Linked DNA regions of Ovis aries: region 1 is linked to region 2. Evidence: chromatin contacts called from public Hi-C data. All regions are on one chromosome and are shown on one strand. The core of a region is the stretch at or near the end of the contact, and the rest is flanking DNA. Distances in the headings are between cores, read along the strand shown. Region 1 holds the start of PLA2G4E (phospholipase A2 group IVE). Region 2 overlaps PLA2G4E (phospholipase A2 group IVE).

Evidence for each region. Hi-C and Micro-C count contacts between places; a contact is called where the count stands out from the background.
Region 1: a contact with region 2 is called in a Hi-C map of blood, with 2.1 times the contacts expected there. The contact joins the promoter of PLA2G4E here to the enhancer-like site in region 2. A contact is called at or near these places in 11 of 16 Hi-C or Micro-C datasets (blood, hypothalamus, liver and 6 more).

The regions. Positions count from the first base shown.
Region 1 is chr7:35,680,226-35,685,503 of ARS-UI_Ramb_v3.0, reverse strand. PLA2G4E (phospholipase A2 group IVE) reads left to right here and starts at 4,011. Exons shown (of 20, transcript XM_060419111.1): 1 at 4,011-4,543. The coding sequence starts at 4,232.
Region 2 is chr7:35,598,317-35,603,361 of ARS-UI_Ramb_v3.0, reverse strand. It overlaps PLA2G4E (phospholipase A2 group IVE), which reads left to right. Exons shown (of 20, transcript XM_060419111.1): 20 at 1-790. LOC121820063 (a long non-coding RNA gene) reads right to left here. Exons shown (of 2, transcript XR_006060521.2): 2 at 4,231-5,045. Among named protein-coding and RNA genes, the nearest start is that of EHD4, 6.3 kb to the right of the region's middle. Within about 2 kb of position 1,776, at least 7 of the 54 cell types and tissues checked have an H3K27ac peak or open chromatin away from gene starts, as enhancers often do.

The DNA.
Region 1 (5,278 bases), core at 2,762-5,261, 80 kb before region 2:
GAAAGGAACTAACATTGACTGCAGCCCACTGTTTGCTGGGCGTTAAATCTCACACTTATTCGAGGTCAGCATCATCATCATTATCCCTATTTTACAAATGAAGAAACCAAGGCTTAGAAAGGTTGAGTAACTTGTCGCTAATTTGCCCTGGAGCTGGGGGAACCCCTTCCCACCTCACAAGCTCAAGCTGGGTCCTTGGTGGGCTTGCTGCATCCAGAGTGGGGTCCAGGCTGCAGGAGAGCCCTGGCCTTTGTGTGTCTCACTATGTCACCTGATACTTTCTCCCCAGGCCTGTAAGGAGATATTCTAATTGATTATTACCTCCCTGTATTCAGCTCCTTTTGATAACGCCCACCTCCCTTTCTTTGGAGCAAAATGAAGTGGGTTTTTGTTACCTGAAACCAAAGTGACTTCAGAAGAGCCTGCCCACAGCTGGCTGGTGACGACCTGCTGGTGTGCCCTGGGGGCTTGCCAGGCGCCACTGGACCCCGTTCCTGAGATAAATATGGAACAATGTTATTTTTTCCAGTAAATAACTCTCCCCAGCTCTACTCTGTCAAGTCTTCCTTTCCTGTAGATACAGATATTTGAGAAAAGATAGTGTTCCTAACAATGAGACCAGAACCACCATTTATTTAAACACACATTTGGACTCATGTTTACGTTTGTAAATTTTTTCTTTTTCATTTCCTAAAATTGAAGGTTTGTAGGTGCATGGAATACTTACTAAGCCCTTAGCTTCCAAAACCTCAAGACACAATGTTGCCCTACACAGTTAATTGTTCACTGTGCTGCTAAGTCACTTCAGTCGTGTCCCACTCTGTGTGACCCCATAGACGGCAGCCCACCAGGCTCCCCCGTCCCTGAGATTCTCCAGGCAAGAACACTGGAGTGGGTTGCCATTTCCTTCTCCAATGCATGAAAGTGAAGTCACTCAGTCATTTCCAACTCTTCGCGACCCCATGGACTGCAGCCCACCAGGCTCCTCCGCCCATGGAATTTTCCAGGCAAGAGTACTGGAGTGGGGTGCCATTGCTTTCTCCTAGTTCACTGTGCCAGGAGCCAGTTCTAGACTGTAATGTACTTTAGTTTTTAATATTTATTTAGTCATTCATTTATTTCGTTGCTCCAGGTTTAACCTGCTGCTTGTGAACTCTTAGTTGTAGCATGTGGGATCTAGTTCCCTGACCAGGGATCAAACCTGGGTCCTCTGCATTGGAAATGTGGTGTCTTAGCCACTGGACCACCAGGGAAGTCCCTGAAATGTAATTTACTGTTAACACCTATGGGACAGTTAGTATGGAGTGGCTTGGTATTGCTGGCCTATTTGACAGCCCCTTTGTCTGCATGATTTTCTCCCTCTGTTTCTCAGTAAGGGGCGGGGGGGTGGGGGGTGGGTTTCTTGTTGGAAAACTTCCTTAAAGAACCAGCCCCTGGAAACTGAAGGTGACTTTTTTTTTTTTTAACCTATAGGACTTACCACATTCTACACAATTTAAAATATAGATATATTTAAATTTAGTTTTGGCTGTGCTGGGTTTTCCTTGCTGCGTGGGCTTTTCTCTAGTTGCGGCGAGTGGGGGTTACCCTCTAAGTGTGGTGCACAGCTTCCCATTGTGGTGGCTTCTCATGCAGAGCACAGGCTCTAGGGTGAGCAGGCTTCAGTGGTTGCAGTTCAGGGGCTCTAGAGCAGAGGTTCAATAGTTGTGGCACAACTACCTGATTATTTAACCTAGCGAGGCACCTTGACATTTTAGCCATACCATGGAAGTGCCTTTTATTGATGCTTCTTACAGTAAAAAAGAAAACCAGTGCACCTTCAAACTTATACACTGCTGTTTGTCAATTCTATCTCAGTAGAGCTAGGCAGAAAAAAATATATATAATTAGACCTTTAAAAATCAGTCTTTCATCCAATTTCCAGTGAGCATTACTTCTAGGACTAATCAGTGAGAAATAAAACCAGGAATAGCTAAATTTTCAATGGTAAGCTTTTAAAGAATTATGTCTTTGGGGATTAAAAAAAATGACCTAGCAAAAATTAGACTTGTCAAGAAATACTGGCCACAAAAGAAGAATTCACAAAAGTGAAGTTATTGAAGGAAAACAGATTTGCCCTCAAATATGGTGCTCTGTATATTGATAATTTTGAGCTAACGGCACTTAAATAGTCGTGGGTACTCTGACCTTTCTTTTTCTTCCTAAAAGCTGGACATTAAACTCTCATGTGGAAGCTATACCAGGAGGAAAGAAACATTCTTATCACTAAAGATGAGGAATTGAGGCACACACAGACTGGGTGAACCTAACTCTTAGCTTCCTATTGCTGTTCAGTTGCTAAGTTGTGTCCTGTTACTTTTCCATACCTGAGATACCTAGCTCTGATGCTTCTCAGGGCTAATACAGGCCTGGAATGGTCTTTGCTGATTATGTTCTGTTCTTCGTGGTGAAGAGGGGAGAAAACGTATGTCCTGCTTTTAGGCAAATAGCGGGAGAGCAGAAAGGTTTCCTTGCTGCTGCTTCTTAATTGCTTTCAGCTGAAAATAGTCCTACTGCTCAGTGCCATAACTGGGAGTAGAGGTTGCAAATTCTGCTGTCTCAGCACAAACAGAAAAACGACACTTTGAAATGAAGCAGGACCCTGTGGTCCTTGCCCACCACTGTGTCCCCCACGTGCATTTTGTTTGTGAAAAACTTTAGCCAAAGAAGAAGTTTAACCAGAGAAGTGAGAAAATGCAGAAACAAAGGAAAACAGTCAACGAAGACCAAATAATAAAGTCATCAAGCATCTGCTGGAGGAAGGCATAGCAACCCCCTCCAGTGTTCTTGCTGGGAAAATCCCACGGACAGAGGAGCCTGGCAGGCTCTGGTACATGGGGTCACAAAGAGTTGGACACAACTGAAGTGGCTGAGCATCAAACATAGTCAAGGACATTCAGTTGCTTCTCGAGGGCTGCAGAAAATATGCTGCGCCATGTCCCATGAACTGTCTTATACTGAAACCACCACCAGGTGTAAGAAGTTAACTCCATGATGACTGGATTGTATCCATGACAGAAGCTGCCACAGTTCTGAGATCTGGGCTCAAGAAATGGGAACAAACCGATCCTGGAACTGAAGATTAACTCTGCTTAAAACAATCAAGATGGCAATGGTCAGATGACCAATTTCAAGATGACTATCAGAGCTGACTGTGTGTTTCTACATGAAGCCTCCTCCATCCGGCTGTAAAAGCTCTTGCCCACTGATTGTCATGGATGGGGGGAGAGACGGCCTCTGGACAGGTGTCCACCATCCCCATACCCTGGGTTGCTGGCATCCAAAATAAAGCAAGCTTTCCTTTCCACCAATTCAGCCTCTTTACTGGCTTTTGAGTGGTGAGCAGCTGGACCCCACTTTCGGTTGCAACTTTATACACGTATCCCCCCTCCATCTCTGTCCCAAATACATGACTCTGGTCAGTCAGAATGGAAGTCTGGCTGCTGCTTGGTTTCTGTTGCGGCCAGAGGCAGTCCCCACTGGAAAACCACAGCCTCAGAAAAGAGAGTCTTGAAAGGGGGGCAAGGGGATTATGGGGTGTCCCCAACTAGAGAGGATGCGGGATCACTCAGAGCCGAGAGATAGAAAAATGCACATTTTGAATGTATATTTTCAAATGCTTATGAACAAACATGAAGAGGGTTTGCTTTTTGTTTTTACCGTGGAGCTATGACACATTGTCCTGAAGCTGCCAGACACAGCAGCTGTCACATCAAAGAAAGGCCTGAGAATGAGACACAGAGCAAATGATTAAACTCCCTTCTGGCCTGTGGCCCCTCCCTCAGTGCTGAACAGCAGGTGGGGGATTCATTTTCAGGGCTCCAAAGAGAGAGATGGGGGTGTCAGCCAAGAGCCAGGGAGTCTACCTGACCCTCAGCACCTCCACCCACCCCGGTTCCCTCTCTCCTCCCCACGGACATATTGAGTGTCACACTTCTAAAAATATCCCTGAGCAGTGAGGCACTATCTCCAAGCCTGGATTCCAGCTCTGCAATGCAGGCCTCCCCTAAGGAGAGCTGCTCCAGTTGAAAGTAATTGTAGCTTCCTGTAGACTTTCTGTGCAGCACAAGAACACTCTCTCCACCAGACTGTGTGAAGTGTTCACAGAAATGTGGGACTCGCTTAGCTAAGCTCTGACTGCCTTCATCTCCTTAATTATTCATCAGGCTCATGTAGCTTCAGGAGAAATCGGATGACGTTGCTTGTGTTTTTGTGCAAAACTCCCTTGAAATTTCCCAAGGATATTCGCCATTTGCCATTAAGGACTAGCTCCAGCACCACTCAGCCTGTTCGGAGCCCCAGAGAGGTAGACATGGCTGGAATGACTCTCCAGACCTCGGAAGGCCATCCTGGCTTGGGAACGGATGTGTTTGTCCCTCAGAGCCTACAGTGGGATGAAGAAGGCAGCATGGCAGGAAGGAGTGTCTGTGAGTCGGAGCAGATACAGGTCCTGGAAACTCCTCATCTCACATCTCTACTTCCCGTGGCCCCTGATGGCTCTCAGGTATGTCTGTATTCTTGGGGAGAGGGTCCCTGGCCCCTTAAATTTTACCCTCATTGTCCTGACTCTGAATAAGATCACCTGCATCGCTGCAGAGTTAAGAAGTTGTGTTTTTATTCATTTTGCTTTCCAGGATGAGTCCCTTCCACCCCATCCCATCACCTACCTGTCCTTATCTGTTTCTGTGCCCCAAAAGTGACACAGTGCTCAGCTGTGTCTGGCTCTTTGCGACCCTGTGGACTATACAGTCCATGGAATTCGCCAGGCTAGAATACTGGAGTGGGTAGTCTTTCCCTTCTCCAGGGGATCTTCACAACCCAGGGATCGAACCCAGGTCTCCCGCATTGCAGGCAGATTCTTTACCAGCTGAGCCACAAGGGAAGCCCAAGAATATTGGAGTGGGTAGCCTATCCCTTCTCCAGCGGATCTTCCCGACCCAGGAATCGAACTGGGGTCTCCTGCATTACAGGCGTGCTCTTTACCAACTGAGCCATCAGGGAAGCCCCTAAGAGCTGTTACCCTAAGAGCTGTTACCCTGACAGTGCTGTCCTTTTCCTGCGTTCAGTCTGTGTGCGTGGGAGGGATTATTAATAGTGTTGATGAAGAAACAAGCTCAGAGGAGTTGTCGGTGGTGGTGTTCAGTCGCTAGGTTATGTCCAACTCTTTGTGACCCCATGGACTGCAGCATGCCAGGCCTTCCTGTCCCTCACCATCTCCCGGAGTTCACCCAAGTTCATG
Region 2 (5,045 bases), core at 527-3,026:
CCAGATGAATCACTGGCAAAGCCCCGGGACACAGAAGCTCAAAAGTATCCAGGTCTCCAATCAGGCCAGGAACTTAACTGAAGAAATGTGTAACCTGAGCCACTGAGAAGCCGGGGCAATGGGAGATGTGACCAGAAAGGCGTGTGGCCCTCATGAAGCCCAGCACATCTGGAAGACACGGCCACTGTGCTCCCTAAGCAATCCTTTGGATGTTAGGAGATGCGTGGTGACAGGTGCCAAAAGTTTACCAAAATCGTCCTCTGATTGATATCCTTGCTACTCAAGGGGAACTGATTAGAAATGCAGAGTCTCAGCCCACACCCCAGCCATACTGACTCAGAATCTACATTTTAAGATTTTTCACCTCTTCTTCCCTGCCTCCAGGTGATACTTAGGCATATTGAAGTCTGCGAGGAGTGAATTTAGCTGTACTCTCCCATAAGCCAGAAAGCATGAGTCCATCACCTCCCCTGAGCCCTTGATAAACTGGACCTGGTCCCCTCCAGAAAATGCTGACTTAGGACCCCACCGTCTCCTCCATCAGAGCAGCCAGCTGCCTCTACTCTGCCATCTTTTCTTTCCATCTGCCAAGACAGATTCTCTTCAAATTATCAGAGTGAGCCAGAAGACCTGTGTTTATCAAAATCCTGTGTTTACTGTAAGGTGAAGGCAGCCCTGCCTTGGATTCATCAAAGTATGTAAAACAAGGTTTATAAAATCATTGTATTATTTGAACCTGGAATAAACTGGCCATGTGGGTGAATGCAGTCAACTCACTGGCTTTCATTTATGATGCTGCAATCTATGCATAACTCCTGCCCTCATCCCTTCCTGGGCTTCGCACATGTGCTGCCAGAGGCATGAGAAAGCCATGCCGGCCTTCCTGCCTTCCGGGGTCCCTCCTTTCTCGTGGTGGGGTGTCCCTCTGCTGTTATGAAGCCGTGTCAGTGGCCAGCAGAGAACCAGCCCTTGCTGATATGTGCTGTTTGAAGCTCAGATGGTTTTCATGAGGCACTGATGGAGAGGAAAGAAGGGTAGCCGGCATCAGCCGAGCACCTACCTGATACACCGCAGTCTGTGAACAGCTTCTGCTTCCAAAGTTAGATTTGGGTTCAGGGGAAAATGTGAAAACATAGTTTATGATTTTTTTTATGTTGTCAACAGATGTGAGAAGTTAAATACTTAGCTTCTAAAACGATGCTGGTGATGTCACGGAGCTGGAGATAAGTAAGGACCACACAAGGGATAAGGATAGTTCCGAGAGGGGTGAGGGCATAGGGTCCTGGGGAGGACAAGGAGGCTCCCTCCTCAGGCTCCCTGCTCTCCACCTATAACAATTTTTAAAAATTTTTATTTTATTTTTGGGTGCGCTGGGTCTTCATTGCTGTGCTCGGCTTTTCTCACTGTGGTGGCTTCTCTTGTTGTGGAGCACGGGCTCTAGTCACATGGTCTTAGTAGTCGCAACTCGATTTAATAGAAAAATTAAATAAAACTCCTCTCTCCCCCAGTCTTCCCAAGAGCAGCCATCACTCCACACTGCCATGCAGCCCAGGCGCCCTGCCCCACAGATGTTTTCTGCCCCTATGTCCCCATGAAAACACTTCTCCCCAAGGTCACCAATGTCGTCAGATAATTGCCAGATATACTGAGCCAAAAGGCACCGGCTCTTTACAGGCCTTATCTTACTCGATTGTTCTCCACATTTGGCCCTGCAGACCACTCCCTCCTTCCTGAAACCCTCCCTTCCCGAGACTTCCTTGCCAACAGCAGTTCAGTTCAGTTCCGCTTGCAAATATTTATTGCCTTCACAACAACGTGCCAGTCACTGCTGTAGGCACTGGGGGACAATAAAAAGGATGAACAATTGACCCTGCACTTCAAGGAGCTTCCTTCTGGTCCTACGCAGGAGGCCTACACGGAAACAGGGGCTTGCAGTGCGCAGAGGAAGTTCCATGTGAGCCGTGTACACAAGGGGCACACATCAGGGGCTGCCAACCCAGCCCTCGAGGAGAGGGGCCTAATGTGCTGGACACCTTCTGCCCTGGACTTGTTCCCATTTCAGACCCCTTTCCTGGCATCCCCTCCTTTCTCTCCTTTAAGTGCTGATATTACTTGAGGCTCTGTCCTCAGTTCTGCCCCCTTATCACTGTACCCTCCTTAAAGCAATCTCATCCACACCCAGAATTTCTACTACTGCGTCTATTTTGAAAACTCTCAAACCTTTATTTCTAGCCAAGGTAATGTCCTGAGTTCTTGATTCATGTATTCAAATTCTGTATCAGTTAGCATAGCTTTTGCTACATAACCGAAAAGATCTAAGGAGGCTTAAAGATCTAAAGATCTAAAAGATCTCTATTTCTAATCAGGGACCCAGGCTCCTTTCAGCTGTTGCTTCTGCCTTCCTCAAGTTTTCCTTCCATATGGTAGTTTCCAATATGGCTGTTGCACCTCTACCCACATTCTAGGCAGCAGAAAGGATAAAGGGGTCAGAGCATATATCATGTCGCATAATGTTTTCAGGTTTCATCCAGATTGTGGCTTGTGGCAGGATTTCTTTCCTTTTTTAAAGCTGAATAACATTTCATTGTATGTATATATACACATTTTGTTTAAATGTTTATCCATTCATCCATCAATCGACACTTAGGTTGCTTTAACCTCTTGACTATTGTGAGTGGAACTGCTATAAACGTGAATGTGCAAATATCTCCTAGAAACCCTACCTTCAATTCTTTTGGATATATACCCAGAAATAGGATTGGATACTATGGTAGTTCTATCTTTATTGGAAGAACTGCCATCCTGTGTTCCATAGCAATTGCATGGATTCACTTCTGTCATCTGCTTTTTTCCACTTAAAAATATATTCTGAGCATTTTCTCAAGTGTTTAATACTCTTCTCATATAACACGATTTTCAGAGACTACATAGGAATCCATCATCTGCTTAACTAGCCTTTTCATGGGAGAACAACTAGTCACAGCTTTTTACTGTTATAATGATATGCTGTTAGACATCCCTTAGATAAAGCTTTATATTCATTATTCCTTCAGGATAAAATTCCTGAGAAGTGTGAGCATTTCTAACAATTAGGAAAGGTACAATTGACATATCATAGACTGTGCATAATTAAAGTACACAATTTGATGAGTTTCGGCAGAGGTGTACAACTGTGAACCATCACAACAGTCAAGGTAATGAGTAAACCCTTCACCCCAACAAGCCTTCTCATGCCCTTTGTATCCTTCCCTCTGCTCCTCCCCTGCTGGGTCATGTGGTAGGTGCATGCTTCACTTTTTAAGAAACTGCCAAACTGTTTCCAAAGTGATTGTTACTAGCTTACATTCCACTGGCAGTGCGTGAGAGTTCTAGTTGCTCCACATCCTTCCCAACAACTGGTATGATTCAGACATTCTAATAGGTGTATAAGGGTACCTTGGTGTGTGTGTTTGTTTTTTAATTCCCCCCCTTTTTTTTTTGGCCATGTCATACAGATTGCGAGATCTTAGTTCTCCAACCAGGGATTGAACCCAGGCCATGGCAGTGAACGCTCAAGTCCTAACCACTGGACTGCCAGGGAACTCCCTGTTTTCTTAATATTGAGCTTTAAGAAGCCTTTATGTTTTGGATGCAAGTCCTTTATCAGATATCTGAAAATATAGTCTCCTAGTCTTGATTTCTTTTCATTTTGTTTACAGTATCTATCAAAGGTCAGGAGTTTGTAATTTTGATCATCTAATTTATCAGTTTTTTTCTTTTATGGAGCATGCTTTTAGTATCATCTAAGAAACCTTTCCCTACGCAAGTTCACAAAGCTTTTCTGCTTTGTTTCATTCTTTACATCTACATTTTTAATCATTTTGAGATCACTTTTACATATAGTGGAAGGTATAGATCAAAGTTCATCTTTTCACATATGGATGTACAACTAGCATTATTAGTTGAAAAGACTTTCCTTATCCATTGACTTGCATTTGCACTGTGTCAAAAGTCAATTAACCAGTATGTGTGGGTCTGTTTTTAGACTCTATTTGTTCTTTTGATATATTAGTCTATCTTTATACCAATATCATGCTGCCTTGATTTCTGTATCTTTACGATGAGTTTTGAAACTAGGTAGTGTAAGTCTTCTAACTTTGTTTCTTTTTCAAAGTTGTTCTGGCTAGCTTAGATTCTTTGTATTTACATGTGAATTTAGAATCAACTTGTCAATTAACAAAAATAAAAACATTCTAGGATTGCACTGAATAGGTTTATAAGTTTGAAGAAAATTGACATCTTAACAATATTGAGTCTTCTGATCCACAAGCATATATACATACCCACAAGTATATATTTCCATTTATTTAGACCTTCTTTATTTCTTCCAGAAATGCTCTGTAGCTATCAGTGTACAGACCTTATACATTTTAATCAGATTTACCCCTAAGTATTTGATATATTTAATGCATTGCAAATTATATTGATTTTTTACTGCACTGTCCAATTATTCATTGCTAGTGTATAAAAATAGAGGGTTTTGTCTTATACCTAGCAATCCTGCTAAACTCATTAGTTCTACCAGCTTTTTTGGTGAAGTAAGTGTGTGAAAGTCTCTGTTGTGTCCAACTGTTTGTGACCCCATGGACTATACAGTCCGTGGAATTCTCCAGGCCAGAACACTGGAGTAGGTATCCTTTCCCTTCTCCAGGGGATTTTCCCAACCCAGGAATTGAACCCAGGTCTCCTGCATTGCTGGTGGATTCTTTACTAGCTGAGTCACAAGGGAAGCCCCAGCTCTTTTGGTAGATTCCTTAGAATTTTCTACATAGATGGTTATATTTTCTGCAAATAAAGATGGTTTTACTTTTTTCTATCCAATCTAGATAGCTTTTCTTTTACTTGCCTTATTGTACTGACTAGAATCTTAGTAGGATGCTAAATGGGCTTCCCTGGTAGCTCAGCTGGTAAAGAATCTGCCTGCAATGCAGGAGACTTGGGTTCAGTCCCTGGGTTGGGAAGATCCCTTGGAGGAGAGGGCATGAGAATCCATTATAGTATTCTTG